2 separate regions of the Gossypium hirsutum genome follow, and region 1 is linked to region 2. The links are chromatin contacts, called in public Hi-C maps. All regions are on one chromosome and are shown on one strand. Each heading gives the region's core, a stretch centred on a gene start, on an enhancer-like site or on the middle of the called end of the contact. The rest is flanking DNA. Distances are from core to core; before and after follow the strand shown. Region 1 has its middle 14 kb from the start of LOC107901401. Region 2 holds the start of LOC107901400.

What was found. Hi-C and Micro-C count contacts between places; a contact is called where the count stands out from the background.
Region 1: a contact with region 2 is called in a Hi-C map of fibers, with 4 times the contacts expected there. The contact joins the enhancer-like site here to the promoter of LOC107901400 in region 2. A contact is called at or near these places in 18 of 34 Hi-C or Micro-C datasets (anther, callus, fibers and 3 more).

The regions. Positions count from the first base shown.
Region 1 is chrD06:6,258,033-6,264,095 of Gossypium_hirsutum_v2.1, forward strand. No RefSeq gene overlaps it. Among protein-coding and RNA genes, the nearest start is that of LOC107901401, 14 kb to the right of the region's middle. Within about 2 kb of position 2,714, at least 4 of the 9 cell types and tissues checked have an H3K27ac peak or open chromatin away from gene starts, as enhancers often do. A contact at or near this core is called in fibers, hypocotyl and leaf, where this site is marked.
Region 2 is chrD06:6,199,914-6,205,781 of Gossypium_hirsutum_v2.1, forward strand. LOC107901400 reads right to left here and starts at 2,431. Exons shown (of 3, transcript XM_016827391.2): 1 at 2,287-2,431; 2 at 2,064-2,198; 3 at 297-727. The coding sequence starts at 2,110. The coding sequence ends at 484.

The DNA.
Region 1 (6,063 bases), core at 1,464-3,963, 58 kb after region 2:
AATTAGGCGGGGAAGATATAGGGTGAATTTTAAAATTTGATTAAATTGCTTTATAAAAAATCAAACTTTTGACCCTTGTACAAATCAATCCACTTTTCAAAATTAAAGGTATTTAGAACACATTTTTAAAAATTGATTTAATTTTCTAAAAATCATAGTTGAAAACATCTATGGTGTACCATGTCACAAAATTCTGAACACTTTAAGGCTAAATCCTAAAATTCTATCTTGATCAATCATATCCCACTACATAAATTGTGGCATACCCAACATTAGTCTTTATAGTATAACCTATTATGGTAGACGTCTGATTATGTCAAAATATACAACTCACTATGTTGGGATAATGATGATCTCAAGTCTGAGGATCATATACATATCTATCACTATGAGAAATGTTGTGACCATTACATAATAATATTATAACCATACTCATAGTGAGTCAATCCAGTATGTTGTTCTTTAACACATACTCATGTATCGATTTTGACATCCATATGTCAATGACAACATTTTTTCATCAATCAACTACACATTAGTTTCAATGTATTATCATTGTCCAAGCCCACAATAATACTTAACTAAGGACCTTTTTAAGAATAATCATATTGTGCTCAGGACTTTATTATTAACCAATTTATTTATATACATAGAAAAAGAAACTGAAATAACAATGGCAATGCCTTATATTAACAAACAAGGTAAAACGAGTATGTGATTATATTCATTTCTAAAGTAATCACTGAAAGAGAAGTTTTGACTGCTAGACAAAAACGTAGGATCGAACTAACTAGACTAGAGAGACACTTTCCTAATAGACATTCCAACTAACTAGACTAGAGAGACACTATTGGACTTAAAAATTTCGTTGGGGAATTTTATCAAATAGTGCCATATCAAACAGTGAAGTCTTTATCTCTTCATTTAAAATTGTTTTTCCTAAGAAAATTTCATTATTAAGATCAAGTTTAAGAAAAGAAACATAAAGCAAAGAAGTTATGCTATCCGATAATTCACTATACAACTTCTGGAAGAACTTAATTGCCTCATCCTGGATATCCTTATCTTCAAACAACCAATCATCAATATCATTCTTTAAGGCTAAGATCATGTTGTGCTTCTTTCTCTGAATCGTACGAGAATGAAAGAACTTAGTATTTCAATCCCCAAAATGCAACCAGTCACATCTCGCTTTCTGCTTCCAAACCAGCTCTTCATGGTGAAACACATCTTCCAAATCCTCTTGAAGCTGTAATTCTAAAAGACTTAAGTAAGCAGAATTTGATTCTTCTAAGGCCCTTTGGATACTCGCCAATTTTTGCATCAATTTCGTTTTATGGACCTCTAACGACCATAAACTAAATAATTCCAGTCTTTAATGTTGTAGGTAAAATGATACAGAGATTCAACCATGTTACTTTGAGAACACCACTTTTCCTTAACAAAATTTGAGAAATTAGGATGCTCTACCCAACCTGCCAAACATCTAAAGGGGCGTCCTTTTGGAAAATTAACTTTCGACTTGAGAGAAAGAGGCAACGTCCTATGATCCGACTTTATCCTCAGGAGATGGGTAAAAGAACAGTAGACAAATAATATTTTAATAACATTGTTGAAACTCAAATTGCAACATTTAGAGAAGACAATCGATATTTTATATACTCAATTATTTTTTAGATTTAATTAATTTATCAATGTGAACGATCTCTATTTAATCTACATTATATAAACAACTATTAGTTGATAGATATAATAAAAGTACCAATAATAAAATAATAATAAAAGTCAAACATATTAATTAGAATGGAAGTCAAACATTTTTTTTTTGGTGACTGAAGCAAAACGACTAAAATTTGATTTTTCGGATATTTTCTTTAATGCTACTTGAATGAAAATGTGCAGTTATTTGGTGTTAATGTATCCATTTATAGTGCTAAATTTTCATTTTAATTAGTATATAACTGTAACATTTATTGATTGATATTTAATCTAAAATAATAAATGTAAATGAATATAAATACAAAATTTATTTCGATATTATTATGAATTTATTTAATAAAAGTATTTTTAATTAATATTATTTTTATTAATATACTAAAATATTATTTTCTAATATCAATTTAATAATATAATGGACAATAAAAATGTTTTAGCGATTCAAAAGTTTCTTCACAACTTATATATACATAGAATACAGATTGTAGCTTGAGAAAGTTACTAGTAACTTTTAATAATATTATTTTCGTTTTGATTGAGATGGTGTGACTCATAATTAGGTCTCAACTCAGTTGTTATATAATAAAAAAAATATTTATTTTAATAAAGTAATAAATATTAATTCAATGGTATTTATTTTATTTTATATTAAATCTAAAAAAATACTTATAATAAAATTGGAACCCAAAATAAAGATATATACTGTGGTTTGAGGAGCCACTCTCTTCCGTGGTTAATTCATTGTTAGCTTATTGTAATGTTTCTATGCTGGTTTAATTTGAGGGTTTGATGTAACAGCTTTCTGTGCTTTCCTTCTCCATCTCTTACAACTTTTTCAAGTTTTTTGTTACCATGCAATGCAAATCGAAAACAATTACGGATATGAGAATGGAGGACTGGCATATGAAGCATGTCCATTTTAAGCAGCAATTTTGTAATGTGTGATTCGGATTTCATTTTCAGGTCTACTGGGTGGATGAGTCTTGTTCCTCAGCCTCCATTTCTGGTACTCGCAGTATAGAAAACCTATGTATATGGGTGGCTCGCTGATGTCTTTACCGAGCCGTGGCAATGTTTCAACCCATTTATTATAAATTTTACATTTTTTGTCATAACATTATTATTAATTTCAATTATCGACTATAAAATGGAATTAAATCCGTTTAATTAGATACAGAAATTTTCAAATCACATCAAGACATTTAAGTGCTTGACACGATTGCTAGTTCGGACCAAACTAAAGCCCTCAACTTGGCTCAACAAGGATGGGCTTAGAAGCCTCTTTTAGGACCCACATAATCACCATGAGGCCGTTTCTTGGGCACCTAGGCTCACTATTTTGGGCATGAAGTCCATTCCAAAATAAGACCATATTCCACCTCTCATAAGAGTTCAAGTATACCTAATCATGGGACAGGTCACCAGCTCAGTCATGAAAATCCATTAAAAAAGTAAGAGAGTTTGGACAAAAATATAGGTTAAAAATGGGTTTGGGCAAAAAATAATGCCCGTTTTCTAAACGGGTCGGGCTTTGAGTAAGATTTTTTTAGTTCCAGCCCAACCTGAATTTGCCTAATTTATTTTTCACTATTGTTTTGCTGCCATTTTGATATTGTTTTGCTACCATTTTGCTATTATATTGCTACTATTTTATTGTTATTGTTTGAATATTGTACAACTATTGTTTTATTATTAATTTTACTACTATTTTTAGAGGCATTTGCTTGCTAAGTTGCAACTATCTTAGTGTTATTTAAGTACAAAATCTTTTTTAATACATTTTCAATTTGTTAGAAAATTTTTATTTTAATGCTTTTAGTGTATTTGATAAAAATTATATATTTTTAAATATTTTTATATAAAAGATAATATAATTTTTTTAATACGATCGGCCTAGACTTGGGTTTAACATTTTTATCTGGTCTGAGCTTAGACAAAATTTTAAACTTATTTTTTCAAGTCATGCCTAACCTAAATATAAAATTTTACATTGACCTAACTCGATCCATGATCTGATTTAAGTGCAAGTTAAGATTACAAGTGAACACCTCTTAAACCCTCTTACAAAAGCTAAGTTGTGTGCTTGCACACACAATTGAAACCATTTATTATATTTAAGGGTAATAAATTATGAAATTTTACAAACATGACGAGAGATGTTCAATAATTTATTACTCACAATATATTACAATTTATGCATAAATAAAGTAAGAAAGAAAAATCCTAAGTGAAAACATCCCAGTCCCAATCACATTTCAACTATGTAACATCAATTTCTTCTTTCCATTGGCATAATAGCATGCTTACTATGCAAATACAATCATTTAAATTCTCATTCTTATTGCTTTGCAATTACAATTAAAGTTTTCCGATCAACTAAGTAAATCATTTTTTCAACGTTTAAAGAATAGGAATAACAAAAACTCTATTTCCTCCACAGTTCTTAAACAATTAAATATGGGCGTAGTGGGTGGATTTATAATGACACACAAAAAAAAATATAAACTATTTTAAACTCAAATTGTTACTTATTGATCAAGTGTTCACTTTTTTAAGTGTAATTTAAATTCGAATCACAGTTGTTTTATATCAATATTTGCATTCTCCATTAGAAACCTCAATGTGTGCACTAAAAGCCGGTTCCATAAATGTAAAAGATCATGTGATAACTGTGGATTTGTATGCTGGGCAACAGAAGGTTCTATCATGCTTTGTGAATTCTGAGAAGCTAATCCCATTATGCTAGATGAAGTTCCCCCAATCTTTCAACAACATATGTAGAAATGGTCTCAATTTTTTTGCATCCATGGTAGCCATTCGTTTTATGCTGATATTGACATGTTAAAGAGAACATTTTCAGTTTTCATGCACTTAATGAATTCCGGCAGTAATAATATTGTGAATTTTTTTTAAAAGTATTTCAAATTAAACTTCTATCTTCTAGTCGCTTAGCAAAATAATGAGTTATTGATGAAAAACCGTGAAATTAATTTAATTAGTTTTGCTCCATTTGTTGAAGTGAGTATGGTATATATAACAATTTTGAAAGTAAAAAATATAAATGTATTTATCGTGGTCATAGCTTTAGCATGGTTGGGATATAGTCAGGACATAATAAATACTGTTATTATGATGATACTTCTAACGACCAGAAAAAGAATAAAGGTAGAAGACAATAAAAGGGTAATCAAGACTTATGTCCATCTATCATCTTACACAAAAATGATTTTAAAGAAATTCTACAGGAATAAAACACATCAATTAAACACCACGATAATTGTAAGATCATTATATGTGAATAAAAATCTCCTTTATTCTTATGAAAATGACGAAGTACTCCAAAATTCTAAAGTACCATATCTTAATGTTGTAGGGAAACTAATGTATTCTACAAATAATACATTTGCTATAATTATATTAAAAAGATGTAACTCTCATGCAACATGAAAAAATTATAGTGGAATTAAACATATATTTAGATATTTTAGAGGCAGTAAGTTTCTTCAATTAACCCAGTAAGTTAATTGAAAGGTGAAGTATATAAGAGCATAATGAAAAGTATGATATATGTTTATATGTTCTATAAGGAAGAATTATGCTCCCATTTATGTCTTATATTTTTCTCCTCCCTCTTGTTCTTGGTATACTTTCTATGCAGAGCAGGCTTATGTTCCTAGTTGCTACGAAGACTGAAGTTCTCATCTTCAATTTTTAGAACATGGGGATTATTGCTTCAATCTCAAGACTATAAACCTGGCAATGGGCATGCATCGCTAAAGTCTCGAACATCAAACTTATGGGCCTTTAGGTACCCAAAAAGACTTTTGGGCCTTCACAAACAATTATTAAACTATCACAATCTTCTTTCAGCATTTAATATTTATTTCGCTTAATATAAACATTTGATATCTGAATTTGACATTTTTTCTTAATTTGGTATCTAAGAGTTTTTGGGTTCAATTTGATACCTAAGCTTCACACTTTTTACTAATTTCACACTTAAACTTGACACTTTTTCTTAATTTGGTACTTAATCTTTTTGGGGTCAAATTTGGTATCTGAACTTGATTCTTTTTCCTAATTTGATACCTAATCTTTTTTTTTGTTCGATTTGATATTTGAACTTGTCAAATGCTTTACAGGTTATTCTAATATACTAACAATGTTATTTTTTTATGAGGTAGCAAAAATAATCAATGTATGACCGACATGTGACAGATGATATGTTTTTTTATTTTATTTTATATGTTCAATTAATTTTAGTTCTATTTATTTAATTAACTTTTTTATTTATTGAAAATAATGAATTTATTTTGATTTGGGTTTTTTAAACTCTTTTTTTCTTTT
Region 2 (5,868 bases), core at 1,181-3,680:
TAAATATTGAAGACCAAAAGTGTAATTGTACCAATTTAATCATTGTCATTTTCCCTCTGTTATAAACAATTTAACAAAAGATGACCAAAACAAAATCAATCGTAAATGTTAGTGAAGAAATCAAGTTTCTGTAGTTCGATCACAATCAAAATCACGTTCATAGTTGGGTGATTAATTTCATTTTTATGGTCGGAGTTTAATGCTCGAAATAATGGTGGAACTCTTTGAGCTCGCTTTCAGGCTCTTTATCATATCTATCTGAACCTCTGCCAAAAAACCCAAATCAACTGACCAAATTCAACACAAACCGCCACCTTCTTATTCAACTGTAATGGTTCATTAACAAAAAGGAAGATCATAGAGAAAACCCACCAACCCCGGAACAGCAATCGATTTTCGTCTTGTTTACAGCCAAGAAAAGTTCGAAGGGCAGCTTGAAAGCAACACTCAAAGATACTGAATGTAAATGACCTTCCTAAAATTTTAGGAATGCAATTCTGATCCCGTCTCCGAAAATGATGAATCATCGGCTGTGGAATTCTGGGCTTCTAATAGCTTCATCTGGCGTTCTGCATGCTCCCTTTCGCAAGCACTGATTCCCATAATGATATCGAGCATTGTACCGGTTGTGCCAAAGAACACAAGGGGTGCTAAAGATTTCCGCTTTATCCCCACCGGAATTGCTAGCAAAGCCCCTGCTACTGAAAACACCCATGTACCCAATGCACTGCAGATATTCCACAACAGTTACATTCGTCACAATACATCTAATGTAATGGAAAACATATAACCAAAGGAAATAAATCTGGAGATCAAGCCACCTTGCTGAGAAGATTGAGATTCACTTCATGAAGGGAAATAGAAGATGAAACTCGATGTATTGGATTGTAGTATGTTCATTGTTCATCCGGACACATATTACAGGTTAAATACTATATACTGAAAAATCCAAAAGCAGAACCAAAATGGTTGGCGAGTGGATCAGTTTAAAAAGGGCTGCAACCAGAATTCAATATACATATTGCTATCTTTACACAGATGCATGCAATCATAAACCATCAGCAATGGTTCAATTCAATGAGTTGCGAATTACTCCAAAACACCATAAGCTGTCATAGTAAATTCAATATATATATTGCTTTCTTTACGCAGGTGCTTAATTGGGCTCTTCTAAAAGTTGCAGAACCTAAAGATAGTGTTGTTCATGTTTCCCATAGTTCAGCTAAGTGCATTTCATTACTTTCCAGAGAATTTCAAGGGTTATAAAAGGTTTCTTAATAACAGTTTTTGTGCCCTAATTTGAAATTTCATTGTACATTATGCTTTAGAAGAAAAGTTGTAATTTAGAATCTTATTTAGAAGCATATGAAGGCCTATGTTCAGTAAAGAAAGTTGGTTCATTATACTTCAGGTTTGAGGGTTTGATCTGATCACTAGACTTAAGAGTCCAGCACATGATCGATTAGAATTGGATTTTTGATGCTCAGGTTTCAGGATGATCATAAATGCCAGATTTGCAAAGGTAGATTGACACGAAAAGTATTGAATAGAGAAGCAAAGAACTATATTTCTGTAACTCTAGTGGTGGGCACAAGCAAGCATGGTGTTCTTGGGTAAGGAGCAGTTGAAAGACAATCATTTTTGGTTATTCAAAGGCATGAGCTCAAGTCAGACCACGCGCAAACTCTTTAGTTTGTCATGTTTTTGCCTGTTCTGGCACTCCTCATTTTGTGAACCTGTCAAGGCTCTCCGTAGAATAGAAAGACAAAACCCCCGACCGGGAATCAGCAGTTAGCATATTGCACATTCTTGCTCTTGAATCTTGCTAAAACCAGGGTTAGAGCCATTGATAGAGAGGTTCACATAAATCCCAATTTCTTGGCCAGTGCAACTCTAAACTAGTCAAATTCTTTATAGAAGATAATTCAAACCAAACTACAAGTAAATAACAAGAATCATTTTATACTATAGAAGCACAAATTGATACCCTAAACCTAACAAGGTTGAATAGATTAACAAGAAGAATGTAAAATTTAGAGGAACAATCAAAGGAGAGAACTAACTTGGAAACTGAGCATTCTTCAAGCTGCTTAACTTCTTGCCCACCCATTTCCTTCTCTCCTAACTATTTGATTTTGACACACGTAAACGCCCCCAAAAAATGAACTTTATATCACCTAAAACGAAAGCCCTAAAACCTGAGAAACCAGCAAATCCCGATTACGTAAAAGAAAATTACTTAACAACAATATTAACCCATCAAAGTATGAATGATTTGAAGCCAACCTGAAATTTGAGAAAGGGCTGATAACAGGACTGCTTCGTTTTCTCTTGTTGCCAACAAACAAAGAGAAAGACGGGTTCTTTTCTCTTTTTTTTTCCAGGTATTTTTGAGGTGATATTTTAACGGGCCTCTAATGGGCCAAAAGTTCATTTCTTTATCATCAATGCCCATTGCCCGATACAGTAGGTTATTCCAAGGACAAGCCTGCTTGCTCGTTTAAAGGTGTTCTCTTTTTTTTTTTTGGGTTTCGATCTTTCTCTGGGCGTACCAAATAAGAAACTTTTTAACCTCGTGATGATATGAATGTTTGATTTTAGTCATCAATGATCACCGGCTATATATATATATGAAAATCATGCATCACGAGGAAAATAAAAAAAATGAACGGGGACAAAGAAAATTTATTCACGTTTGTTTAGATTTTTTTTTTGGATGTGGTACAAAGAGCAAATCATGATCAAGCCTGGAGCAAATGTACATTCAAGATAATATAGAACAAGAGAAACAGAAAGTAATTTAGAGAATAAGGTTTTTATTCATGTCCACTTGTCAAACAATACCAACCTATATATACATAGAGGAATAATAAACTATTTAACAATAATATATTTGAACTTTAAATGATGGATAATAAAGCTGATAATATTACTAAAGAAAAGGAAGAATCCCAACAACAAGATCAAGACGGTTGAAGAATCTTATCATGCCCCCATAAGATGGACAACGTTGAAGCGAGGCCAATCTTGTTGACGACATTAATGAACTATCGGCAAGGTAACGGTTTTGTGAGAGCATCAGCAAGCTGGTCGGTAGTGGAAATATGAGACACACGAAAACAACCACTTTGTACTTGTTCACGAATGAAGTGGTAGTCTAACGCAACATGCTTCATGCGCGAATGAAATATTGGATTAGCACAGAGATGAGTGGCTCTAACATTGTCGCAACATATCATTGGCTGTTGTGGTATGATGACACCAAGTTCAGATAGAAGGGAGCACAGCCAGCGTAACTCAACAGCTGTATCAGCCACGAAACAATACTCAGCTTCGATAGAAGACTGAGCAATCATTTTCTGTTTCTTCAAGCTCCAAGACACGGGATTGCGACCAAGATAGATAATATAAGCACTTGTAGAGGTAAAGCCATCTTTGTCACCAGCCCAATCAGCATCAGAGAATGCATGAAGGGCAAGAGGCGAATGATAATGGATGGAGAGGCCACGACCCAAGGTACCACAGAGATAGCGTAATAGTCATTTGATGATAGTCCAATGGTCAGTCGTGAGTTGATGCATGAACTGCGACAACTTGTTAACAGCATAGGAGATATCGGGTCGTGTTAACGAGAGATACTGAAGACTGCCAACAGTGGTGCGATAGGCAGCTACATCTGCTAACGGGGAACCAAAATGTAATGTAAGAGACACTGAAGAGGACATAGGTGTTGAAACCGATTTAGCTTCAGTCATCTGAGCTCTGTAAAGAAGGTCAGCAATGTATTTGCGCTGACTAAGAAATAAACTATTAGCATGGGGAATGACCTCAACACCAAGAAAATAATGCAAGTGACCAAGATCTTTCAATGAGAATCGAGCGGATAGGTGCTGAAAAAACTAAGGTATAGCTGAAGTGGTATTGCCGGTAACAATGATATCATTAACATAGACAAGAAGATAAATTACAGTACTGTGGCCACGAAAGACAAACAGCAAGGCATCGGCAATGGAGTTGATAAATCCAAAAGATAGCAAGAATGATCGTAATCCATGATACCAAGCACACGGAGCCTGTTTAAGCCCATAGATAGATTTTCGAAGCCGGCACACATGATTAGGATTATCACGGTTGATGAACCCCAGAGGCTAAGTCATAAACACATACTCTGAAAGGGTGCCTTGGAGGAATGCATTATTGACATCAAGTTGATAAATGGCCCAACCATGACTAACAGCAAGGCTAAGTACCAGGCGCACCGTGGTTGGTTTAACAACAGGACTAAAAGTTTCAGTAAAATCGACGCCCAGGCATTGATGGAAGCCTTTTGCGACTAGACGGGCTTTGTACCTGTCAAGTGAGCCACCAGAATAATATTTAGTGCGGAATATCCATTTACAGCCTACTAAATTTTGAGTGGGGTTCGATGGAACAAGCTCCCATATTTCATTGCGAAGAAAAGCATCAAATTCATCAGACATGGCACGCTTCCACTGAGGGTTTTTTAAGGCTTGAGTAACTGTGGTTGGTTCACGGGTAAGGTGGTGGATTTTTGCATGAAGGTTGAGTTTTTGAATAGGTTTGCGTATATTATTTTTGGAACGAGTAACAATACCGGGAGAGGGTAAATGTGGCTGTATGGTGGTGGTGGTGGTTGGTAATTCAGGTTGAGTGGAGGTTGGGAGGGTTGGTAATTCAGGTTGAGTAGGTATAGTGGTTGGTGAGACGGTTTGGTCTAGAGTAGTCGGAGAAGATAGTTGAAGGTTTGGATCGGATGAAGTGGTGGAAGGAGATGGAGCATTAGAGGCAGATGTAGTGGTAGGTGTTGAGGCGGATGAAGTAATGATTGGTATAGACAAGGAACACCATTCAAAAATAGTAACGGGAGTAGCTCTCTCGAGAGTAAGAGCAGTTTGTGTAAAAGGGAAGACGATTTCAATAAAATGAACATGACGAGAAGTATACAGACGATAGGAAGACGTGTCAAGGCAGAGATAGGCACTCTGAGAAGACAAGTAACCAACAAAGAGACAAAAGGTCGATCTGGGTTCAAGTTTGTGAAAGGCATAGGGACGTAGCCAGGGATAACAAAGGCAACCAAAGCTTCAAAGTTTGCTATAGTTAGGAAGAGTACCGAAAAGTTTGAAGTATGGGGAGTCATTGTGAATGGTGGGTGTAGGCATACGGCTTATAAGATAAACGGCTATGGAAACGATATATGACCAATAGGATAGAGGCATTGAGGTATGGGAAAGAAGGGAAAGACCAGTTTCTACTATATGTCAATGTCGATGTTCAGCAAAGCCATTATGCTCAAGGGTGTGAGGAGGAGATGTAAGATGAGAAATTCCATTGATGTTGAAAAATAGCAATAAGGCTTGGTATTCACTGCCATTGTCTGAATAAATTGTTTTAATTTCAGTGTTGAAAAACTTTTCGACAACGGCTTTGAAAATTGATGAAAGTATCACGAGCCTCAGACTTGCGCCCTAAAGGATACAGCCATATGTATTTGGTGAAGTGATCAACAAAGATTATATAATATTTAAATTTATCGACAAATTGTATTGGAGAGGTCCATACATCAGTAAAAACTATTTCAAGAGGGGATGGAGATGATAAGGTGGAAGCAGAGAAAGAAAGTTTGTGACTTTTATTAGAGTGACAGGCATTACAATATGTATCTGACAGAGAAGATATCTTAACATCTAAATAAAAATAGGAAATCATATACTTGAATGTCGAGAGAGATGGGTGACCAAGTTGGTGATGCCAGACAGGAGGTGTTGTCTTTATTGTAGAGAAAATAAGTAATAGGTTGGAGTTTAAGGGCCACTCATAGACACCATGTTTAGGTTGACCTTGGAA